2 separate regions of the Mus musculus genome follow, and region 1 is linked to region 2. The links are chromatin contacts, called in public HiChIP or PLAC-seq maps. All regions are on one chromosome and are shown on one strand. Each heading gives the region's core, a stretch centred on a gene start, on an enhancer-like site or on the middle of the called end of the contact. The rest is flanking DNA. Distances are from core to core; before and after follow the strand shown. Region 1 holds the start of Cfap299 (cilia and flagella associated protein 299). Region 2 has its middle 94 kb from the start of Gm33609.

What was found. HiChIP or PLAC-seq counts read pairs in DNA pulled down with a chosen protein or histone mark.
Region 1: a contact with region 2 is called in an H3K27ac HiChIP or PLAC-seq map of embryonic stem cells, with 7 times the contacts expected there. The contact joins the promoter of Cfap299 here to the enhancer-like site in region 2. A contact is called at or near these places in 9 of 39 promoter capture datasets (the 3T3-L1 cell line, 3T3-L1-derived adipocytes, the C10 cell line and 5 more) and 3 of 115 datasets of contacts at active chromatin or transcription factors (differentiating embryonic stem cells, embryonic stem cells and stem cell-derived neural progenitor cells).

What each region holds. Positions count from the first base shown.
Region 1 is chr5:98,327,391-98,332,211 of GRCm38.p6, forward strand. Cfap299 (cilia and flagella associated protein 299) reads left to right here and starts at 1,914. Exons shown (of 6, transcript NM_001024614.1): 1 at 1,914-2,074. The coding sequence starts at 1,964.
Region 2 is chr5:97,223,556-97,228,429 of GRCm38.p6, forward strand. No RefSeq gene overlaps it. Among named protein-coding and RNA genes, the nearest start is that of Gm33609, 94 kb to the left of the region's middle. Within about 2 kb of position 3,021, at least 5 of the 459 cell types and tissues checked have an H3K27ac peak or open chromatin away from gene starts, as enhancers often do. A contact at or near this core is called in differentiating embryonic stem cells and embryonic stem cells, where this site is marked.

The DNA.
Region 1 (4,821 bases), core at 664-3,163, 1.1 Mb after region 2:
GGGTCAGGAATTCCAACATTCCTTAGCTGTTTTATGATTTCAAGAGGACGATAAAACCTTGGTGTGGGAGGATGGCAGAAACAGCGGTAACACATGTAAGCACAGCCCAGCACCCCCTAGACGAGCAGCGTGCAGTAGTGTGAGTTCCATTCTGAAGCCATGGCCACCACAGCTTCTCCTGTTTGGGTCCACGGCTGGTCTCGTTTGAAATCTCTTTTACTACACCTTTCAACTTCAGTCAGCTTCCTCCTTCCAATCCTCTTTCCTGTGCCCCTCCCTACTGTCCACCTCTCCCTCCATCCCACACAGAACTTGCGTTTCTTGCCTCCACAGTTTGGAAGATGCGCCTACTGTTTCTAGGCTTTGTATCAATCCGTGTTCCTTACCACACGTTTATTTTTCTTTCTAATAAACAAACTTCTGTATTTGGTTTTACACAGCTCTTTATAACCTATCTTTACATCCACATGCCCCTGTGAGAGAAAAGGACTATTGTTATTTTTTGGGTTTGCTTTTTTGCACCCGACACTTTGGCCAAGTCATTTAAACTCATCCTGTCTCCATATGGAGGATAACACCAATGCTGGTTTTCTAGTGAGTTTGTTGTTGTGATTAAACGAAATAATGGAGATTGTATGGTACTTAGAACAGGGCTGGTATGTGGTAAATTCAAATCAATCACCACACGGAAGCAAGTTTCATATCCTGTGGACCCCAGCGGCAGAAACTTTTTTTTTTTTTTTTAAGCTTTCTGTTGTGTTCAACACACCCAGAATAATGCCTCTGGGACAGAGAGGGGGTGGGTGGTAAGAGAGCACATGGCTGAAAGGTCAGGGTTCTGTAGGACTGAGAAGCTGATATGAGAGGAGCTAGGAGGAGCCTGAATGTCAGCTTGGACTTGAAACCAGGTACATGAGATGCCTAGAGGCCAGCTTGCCCTTCAGAATGCTAAAAGACACAAAAGGCACTTGTCCTCAAGTTTCTTTTGGACCAGACAGTACAGAGACCTCTCCTCTCTACTTGTGATAATGTTTTAGGCCACATGAAATTTTTTCCCCTCTATGCTTGGAGTTTAGTTTCTATAGCTTTCTAGATAATTATACAATATAAATTGTTGGTAGCCTGTTTTTAAAATAAAGCTATAACTTATTGTGCAACTTGGGGTCTTAAATAGACCTGGCTTTACTTTGCCCCCCTCCCCCCCAAAAAATGGAAAAGATTCATTGCAGAATCTGATTTGATTTCTACAAATGCTGAGATGATTGTAAAGTCCCTTGGCATAACAGCAAGCATCTGTGCTTCTGGTGTGGAAACAGTTGTACAAGTCTGCTCTAATGAGAAATGTTTCAGATTCAATTTTATACTATAGTATTTTAAAGAAATGAGTAAATAGAAACACAAGTCAATATCAGCTTCTCAATGGGATATATCATTCCATGATTAGGATCCCTCCCCCCCAACCCAATTTTTTAAAGGACGTTCAAGGAGGCAAGATTTTTCAAGTAATTTTCAACTTATTGAAATTTAAATAACAAAAAGTAAAGGAACTGAAAGGCAGAAGGCAGGAGCAAAGGAGATCACTAAGGCTGCTTCGTTTGGGAAGTTTATACATTGTTCCTGGCACACAAGTAACCAACCATAACTTGCCTTTAAGTTGTAATTTATACAACTGATCACGTGCTATTTTGAAGCACCCAGCAAGACTATTTCCCCTAGATTTCCGGGATACTCTTCTGTCGAGGTTCTTACTGCAAACACTGAGCAGGCACCTTCGGACTTTGCTAAGGCTTTTACACCAAAAAAGTTGGGTTTGCCCTGCAGGGCTGACCGCTCCCAGGGGTTAGAAGCCGCCCAGGGATCCGGCTGGGGCAGGGCCAGCGCAGCGCCCTCTGCCCCGCCCCCGCAACCGGCGCGCGTCCGGCCCGCCCACACCGGTTACTAGGGACGCGTCGGTGTAGCCGCGATGGATCAGGACGAGGGGCTGACGGCCGTGGACAACATTGTCACACAGTTCAACACCTATGAAGACTTCCTGGACTCTCAGATCACTACGGTCGACCTGTACTACCTGGAGGTAAGCGCGGGTCCGTCTTGCTGGCCGCGGCGGGGCTTGGTCGCCCCCTGGCGGTGACGGCGCTCACCGCAGGCCTCTGGCTTCGAGAGACTTCTCTGCAGGCTGCAGGAGTCCCCAGCCCTCCAAACGCTGGTGCGCTGCACAGAGGCCGACTTGGTCGCTGTAAAGTAGTAACAAGGCATAAAACCAGGAGGACGCGTTGCTGTGTGCACCTGAGGGCAGGGCAGCGGGAGGTCCCGGATGCTCGAGAAGACTTAGTTGGAGGGATCTTCAAGCTCCGAGCTCCTAACTCCCAACTGCAAGTCTCACAGCCTGGGCTCAGGTTTTCAAAGGAGTCCATCTCCATATTAAGGACAAACAGAGCAAGCACCATTGGGGGCGGGGGGGGGGGGGGAGAATCAACCCTACAGAACTCTGGGAAGGACTTGAATTTGGCCAACTCCCCTCATTTCTCCTGTGCACAAGGCAGTTTATCATATAGACACCCCTCCTTTTTAAATAGGTGCCACTGTATGAAAATAATCTTAAATGAAGAAAATTTGTCCCTTTTGAAATTATCTGTTAAAATAGTTACAAAACATGATTTTTAACAGCAACAGCAGCGATATCACCAAACAACCAAGCTTTTACGTTTATTAGATGGGTAACTTAAAGTTCCATTTGTGTGTACGCACACATGCATAAAAAGTCAGTGGGCAACTTGGAATCGGTTCTGAACTTGTATTCTGTGGTGTCCAGGGAATGAACTCAAGTTTGGCAGCAAGCACCTTTTCCTTAAGCCGTCTCTCCTGCTTTTAGCCAATATTTTAAACCCACAGAAGTTGCTTTAAATCCTTGCATCTGAAATGAAGCCACTGAATTGATAATTACAATAGATGTTGCAAGAAGCTTATGTAGAAAGAAGGGGAGGTAGGAAGAGAAAGGGTGAGTCCATCTTAATTATCTGACCGGCCAGAGGATGAGGAGCGCGGTTGGCACTTGGTTGGTAGACCGGAAGTAGTGATGCGGAAGTAGTGATGCGGAAGTAGTGATGCGGAAGTAGTGATGCTCCGGAGGTTGAGGAGCGTGGTTGGCGGGACGGAAGTAGTGCGTCTCCATCCTCTGTTTCCCGTGTTCACTAAATAACGACAGAACACTAAAACAACTGCATTGCCACGGCAGCGAGTAACATTAGCTTTGCTGAACTAATTAACAACTTTTATTCTATAAGTTAGCATCATCTAATAAAACCAACCAGTTCAGTGAGTGGAGAAATGATTGACAAGCTTCAGCAAAATTGCTAAGCTATGGGTTTTAGATCCTTTTCCAGTCATCTGCCCCTCTGACTAAACACAGTCCTTCTCTTTAGTGGCTGCCTGCGGACTACCGGAAAAATAAAAATTCCAGTTGAATTTCTTTTCTCAGGTAAGGGGTGAAAGAAATATTAAAATGATTTAAAGATTTCCCTAGATAATGGATTCCAGTCATGGATAAATTAATTACAGATATAAACGACATGAAGTTTTACTCAAAATATTTTTTTTTCCAATACTGAGAACATTTTGGGCTAAGGATATAGCTCGGTAGTAGAGTGCTTGCTGGTTTGCTTGAGGCCCTAGGTTTAATCCCCAGTACACACACACACACACACACACACACACACACACACACACACACACGCAACGACACGCCAGCTAATTTTGATATGCTTTGACTAGCTCAATGGTTTGGCACTTCTAAAAGTCACCATGGCTAGTATACATTCCCCTCCCGTATTCTTGAATTAATATTTGCTAAATCCATATTTCATCTCTTCGACCACAAACCCAATCAGGAAATGGTACCTCGGGCCTTTAGGGCCCTAGGCCTTTAGGTCTGTTCTCCTTGTTCCCCCATCTCGGATTCCTTCCTCTTCCTCCTCTCTCCCTCTGCCCCTTGCCTGCACAATCTAAAAGTCCTTCCCTGACTTTCTGCCCAGCTGTAAGGCAATTCTGTTTGTTTGTTTGTTTTGGTTTGTTTTTTTTGAGACAGGGTTTCTCTGTATAGCTTTGGCTGTCCTGGAACTCACTTTGTAGACCAGGCTGGCCTTGAACTCAGAAATACGCCTGCCTCTGCCTCCCTAGTGCTGGGATTAAAGGTGTGCACCACCACGCCCCGGCTTGTAAGGCAATTCTTGGTTACCAAAGGAAGCTAGCTGGGGGCGGGGACCCTCAGGTCTGGAAGTGCGACTTTGGGAGCTGAATTAAGACAAAGCCTTAGAACCAATTCCCAACATTTTTTCAGGTGCTTCTCTGCCATTCGGTATTCCTCAGGTGAGAATTCTTTGTTCAGCTCTGAGCCCCATTTTTTAATGGGGTTATTTGATTTTCTGGAGTCCACCTTTTTGAGTTCTTTATATATATTGGATATTAGTCCCCTATCTGATTTAGGATAGGTAAAGATCCTTTCCCAATCTGTTGGTGGTCTTTTCGTCTTATTGACAGTGTCTTTTGCCTTGCAGAAGCTTTGCAACTTTATGAGGTCCCATTTATCGATTCACCATCTTACAGCACAAGCCATTGCTGTTCTATTCAGGAATTTTTCCCCTGTACCCATATCTTTGAGGCTTTTCCCTACTTTCTCCTCTATAAGTTTCATTCAGTGTCTCTGGTTTTATGTGGAGTTCCTTAATCCACTTAGATTTGATGTTCAACATCCTTAATCATCAGGGAAATGCAAATCAAAACAACCCTGAGATTCCACCTCACACCAGTCAGAATGGCTAAGAT
Region 2 (4,874 bases), core at 1,771-4,270:
ATTTTTAATACACACGAATTTCATTGAAATTCACCGTTGTGTAGATGGCTGTGCCTATGGAAGCCTAGGGAGCATGCTTCTGTAATGATCCACTGAGAAGATTTTTCCTCGGGGCTGTGTCTGTGTAGGTATTGGATCGTCAGTAACACTGTGATGGGTGGAGAAGGTGAGAGTCTGCCTACTAAGTTACAAGTTCAGGAGACCTGAAACTACATGCATTCTTAGGTTTTACACCTACCAAGCCTTTAATAAGGAGTATGAAAAGTATCTTCTCAGTGCCTCATTACAGAAAATAACCACAGGAGGCAGAGGGAGGAAGGGACCTGGGTGGGAGAGAGTAGGGGGAGGGGAAAGGGACAGGATCAGGTATGGGGGAGACAGGAGAAAAGTCCATTTGGCCTTAAGAATGAATAGAAATAGGTAGCTATGGCAGGTGGGGGAGGGGGGAACCTCTAGCAAGTCCCAGAGACACAGGATGTGAGAGGCTCCCAGGACTCAATGGGGGTGACCTTAGCCAAAATGCTCAACAGTGGGGAGAAGAAACTTGAAGAGACCACCTTCAGTAGATAGACAGGTTCCCAGTGGAGGGAATGGGGCCACCCACGTATCTTCAAATAATTTGCCCCAGAAATGTTCCTGTCTAAAAGAAAAGCAGTGACAAGAGTGGAACAGAGACTGAAGGAAAGGCCAACCAGTGACTGGCCCAACTTGGGATCCATCCCATTGGTGGGCACCAATCCCTGACATTTCTGATGCCATGTTGTGCTTGCAGACAGGAACCTAGCATGACTGACCTCTGAGAGGCTCTACCAGCAGATACTCACAGTCAACAACTGGACTGAGGTCAGGGACCCTATGGAAGAGTTAGGGGAGGGATCGAAGGAGCTGAAGGGGATGGCAACCTCATAGGAAGAACAATAGCATCAACTAACTGGACCACCCAGAGCTCCCAGAGACCAAGCCACCAACTAAAGAGCATACATGGGCTAGTTCCTGCCCCTGACACATATGTAGCAGAGGACTGCATTGTCTGGCCTCAGTGGGAGAGGGTGTGCCTAATCCTGCAGAGACTTGATGCCCCAGGGGAGGGGGATGATGGGGGGGTGAGATGGGGAGAAGTAGGTGAATAAGGGGAGAAGGTATGAGATGAAGATCTCTGGGAGGGCAGACCGGGAAGCAGGGGACAACATTCAAAATGTAAATAAATAAAATAATTTAATAAAAAATAAAATAAAAAAAAGATAGAAAACAAACAAACAAACAAAGGGTAACTGGCAGGAATTTACCTGAACAGAGTTTGAAATCAAGGGGCAAGGATATAATTGAGCAGAACTTGAAATCTAGGAGAAGGGTTTTCTGTTTCATTTTCTTTTTTTTGTAGATTAAACAGCATATGTTGTAAACTTAATTTGGTGTCCTGCATTCGCTCATAAAAGTGATACTTCTAGCCCACTGTACACTGGGTGTAGTAGGCCTGCTATTGTTATGACAAAACCACAACCAAAAGCAACTTGAGAATGAAAGGGCTTATTTTTCTGTAGGCCCCTCCCTTTATATTCCACCACCAAGGACAGTCAGGACAGGAGCACAGTTAACAACCTGGAGGCAGGAACCGAAGCAGAAGCCATGGATAAGGGGTGCTGCTTCCTGGCTTCCTTCCCATGGCTTGCTCAGTTTCCTTCCTTACACACATCAGGATTAAACACCAGTCCAAAGAGGCACAACCTGGTGGTGGCCTGGGCCCTCTCATGTCAGTCATTAATAAGAAAATACCCTCCCAGACTCACCTACAAGCCAATATGATATAGACATTTTCTCTATTGAAGTCCTCCCTCCCAGATGACCCTGGCTTAGGCCATGTTGACAACAAACAAACAAACAAACAAACAATACCCTCACCCCAAAACTAACCAGCAAACTGGATATGCTCTGCTTTATTTTTCTATTGATGACTAATTGGCAATGAGGTATTCACACATGGCCACTCAATTGACCTAGTGACTTATGCCAATCGATGCCAGATGGTTGGCAAGACTAAAGATTTTACTGAATCATGTAGATGATGACTCCCTTAAGTTTTTGGTGTCCCCTGATAATCAGTATGCTAAATGAACACTGGATACACGGCAGGATTAAGAAGGAAACTAGAACCAGTTTGTCAATCAAACCTCGGACTTGATCCTGCCACTGAGATGTAACCAGGATCAGGATTCTCCTACCATACTGAGAAATGAATAATGATTTCTATTCTAAAATAATTGAAAGTGCATGCCTTACATATGAAAGTAATTCCTGGTTATTCCATAATATTAAACAAACAAAAAGATGCTAAAGTCATCACAGTCTAGCAATCCTTAGTTAATCATTTTATGTAGGTAATTGATTAGTCAATACTTAAGATAATAGTAATTTTATGTAAGCCATTAAGAAGAGGAAGTTGAACCTTAGGATTTTTAAAGTAAAACACACTTTATAACTTCAATACTCATAACTAAACGAGCTTAAGGCTGAGACAGGATGTGTGAATACATATTGTAACCTATAATAAACCACAAAATATGCACGATAAATACAAAAAAGTAAGATGACATATTAAAGTGATAGCACCGAGAGCTACTGTGGGTGTAAGTGGAAAAGGAAAACAAACAACAATAAGACCAGTGATCAATATTGATATAATAGGAAAAACAGAACAGTGAAAGATTAGAAAAGGTTACACTAGAGATGGGGCAGGGTGATGACGGGGCTCTGGTCACAGGTAGAATAAAGAGAAGTGAAGAGATCCAATTAAATAATTGAAAACAATCTTGGCTTTCAGGAGGCTGAGGCAGGGCAATCCCCCAAAGCAAACCAGCTTTTATTCCTTGGGAAAACTTAACAAAAGGAACATGAAGATGAAAAGAAAAGAGGAGAGGTTGGGGTGGGCAAAAGGGGGACAGACAATCAGGCATCACATCACAGAGTAGGAAAGCTGGCCTGATGAGTAGGCGCCATTATTAGGTAAAGGAGCAGTGGGTGTGAGAGAAGTGAGAGGTGCTGGGAGCAGAGATCTGAATGTGGCTTCTCCTTGCTTGCTGGTGCTGCCCTTGACTCTCAGCATGCATTCTTGAGCTCCCAGCTGCGTGTTCTATTGTATAGATAGGCCCTTAATTTGGTTATGAATTCTGTTCCTTCCAAGCTTCCTCAAGGTTAGTGGTTAGTGTGTGCCTGAAACCTCTGTCCTGGCATGACCAGGGTTCAACTTTACTAAACACTATGTGGTTCTGACACTACGGTTTTTTTTGTTTTGTTTTGTTGTTTTGTTTTGTTTTTTGTTGTTGTTGTTGTTTTGTTTCTTCCTGCAGGAAGTCCAATCTTAAGTGTATAGTCCACATAGGATGCTTGTTCTGAGTTTTTCTAAGTGTGTGCAATTCATGAGAGTGTGGGGTACCTGAGCCACCAACTCAGCAGCTCAGTAGGTATATTTTAAGAAAGGATATTTAGGGGCTGAACCGAGGTTAAGAGTATATATTCCTCTTGCAGAGGAACTTACTTTGTGTCCCAGCACCCACATAGATGGCTTACTACTGTTCGTAATACCAGCTCTTGGGGGAAAAAATCAATGTCTCTGGCCTCTGTAGGCATCCATACTTATGTGTATATATCCATAAGAATACATACACACACACAGACACACACACACACACATACATACCTCTTAAAAATGACATTGACTGAGTGCCTGGTTTGCTTTGTACTTCTGCCAGTGCTGTTGTAGTGTTTCTTTGCCTTTTATTCTTCTTTTCTTTAAAATTTCTATAAATCTTAGGGAAATAATACCATTATTCCCTTGTTTTTTTCCAGATATCCTTGGAATTATTTTATCTTCCTTCCTTTTTCCTTTTTTTATATTGACTTTCCATCTCTGTCTCCAGTTAAAGTGGCCTCACCACCAATTTTACCCATCTTTTTGTTAAAATCATGTATATCCTGCTATTTCCCTCTCCATATAAGTCTATGTATATACATATATTACTATACGTTTACACAAAAAAAATCCCACTTGGGTTTACAATGCTTCCCCCAAGAGCCTTAGACTATCTAATAAAACCTCCAAAGAGAGAAGCCCTTTGCATGAGAAAACCCCCTTTGAATTGTTTATCAGAGACTCCCAAAACAATATAGGCTATTGCTGCTGTTGCCCTTGGTTGCCTTCCAGAGGTTGAAAAGTAGGTCTCTGTCACTGAAGACACCATGCTATAAGACCTGGAGAACCTGAACGGGGTCTGACTCAAAGCCCTTTTCCTAAGGACTAGCCTCCATAAGGGGTGATACACAAGCTGCAGTGGGATGGAAGTAATATTTCTACCCAGCTATGAGCTACAATGATGACTGGCATGGTAATGACAACCCTAAGTGTCATTTATATCTTGATGGTAACTAACATCTCTCTGATTGGACATAAGGGCAACTCAATAGGGAAGAAATCTTATCTGGAAATGGAAACCTAGCCATCTTTCTGGAGCTAGGCAGGTCATGGATTTTTAGAAAAGAACCTATCACTACCAGTTTATAAGTCATCATAAAATCTAACTGTATTAACATTTACCCCATGTCCACAGATAAATGGAGCTCTCACTCATTGTAAATGTATCTTTTTAACAGATGGAGACCATTACAGAAAATTGTAAATAGTCAAAATGCAGAGAGCAAGGGTGGTTGGGAGGCACTCCCTGTCAATGGATCTACAACACAGCTCCTGCCCATGAGGCTCAGGGAACATCATGGAAGAGCAGGAGGAAAGATTTTAGGAGCCAGAGGGCTGTGAAATCTGATGTGAGATTGGATGTTCCATAAATGAAAGAGAAGCTTCATCCATGATATCTCAATCATGT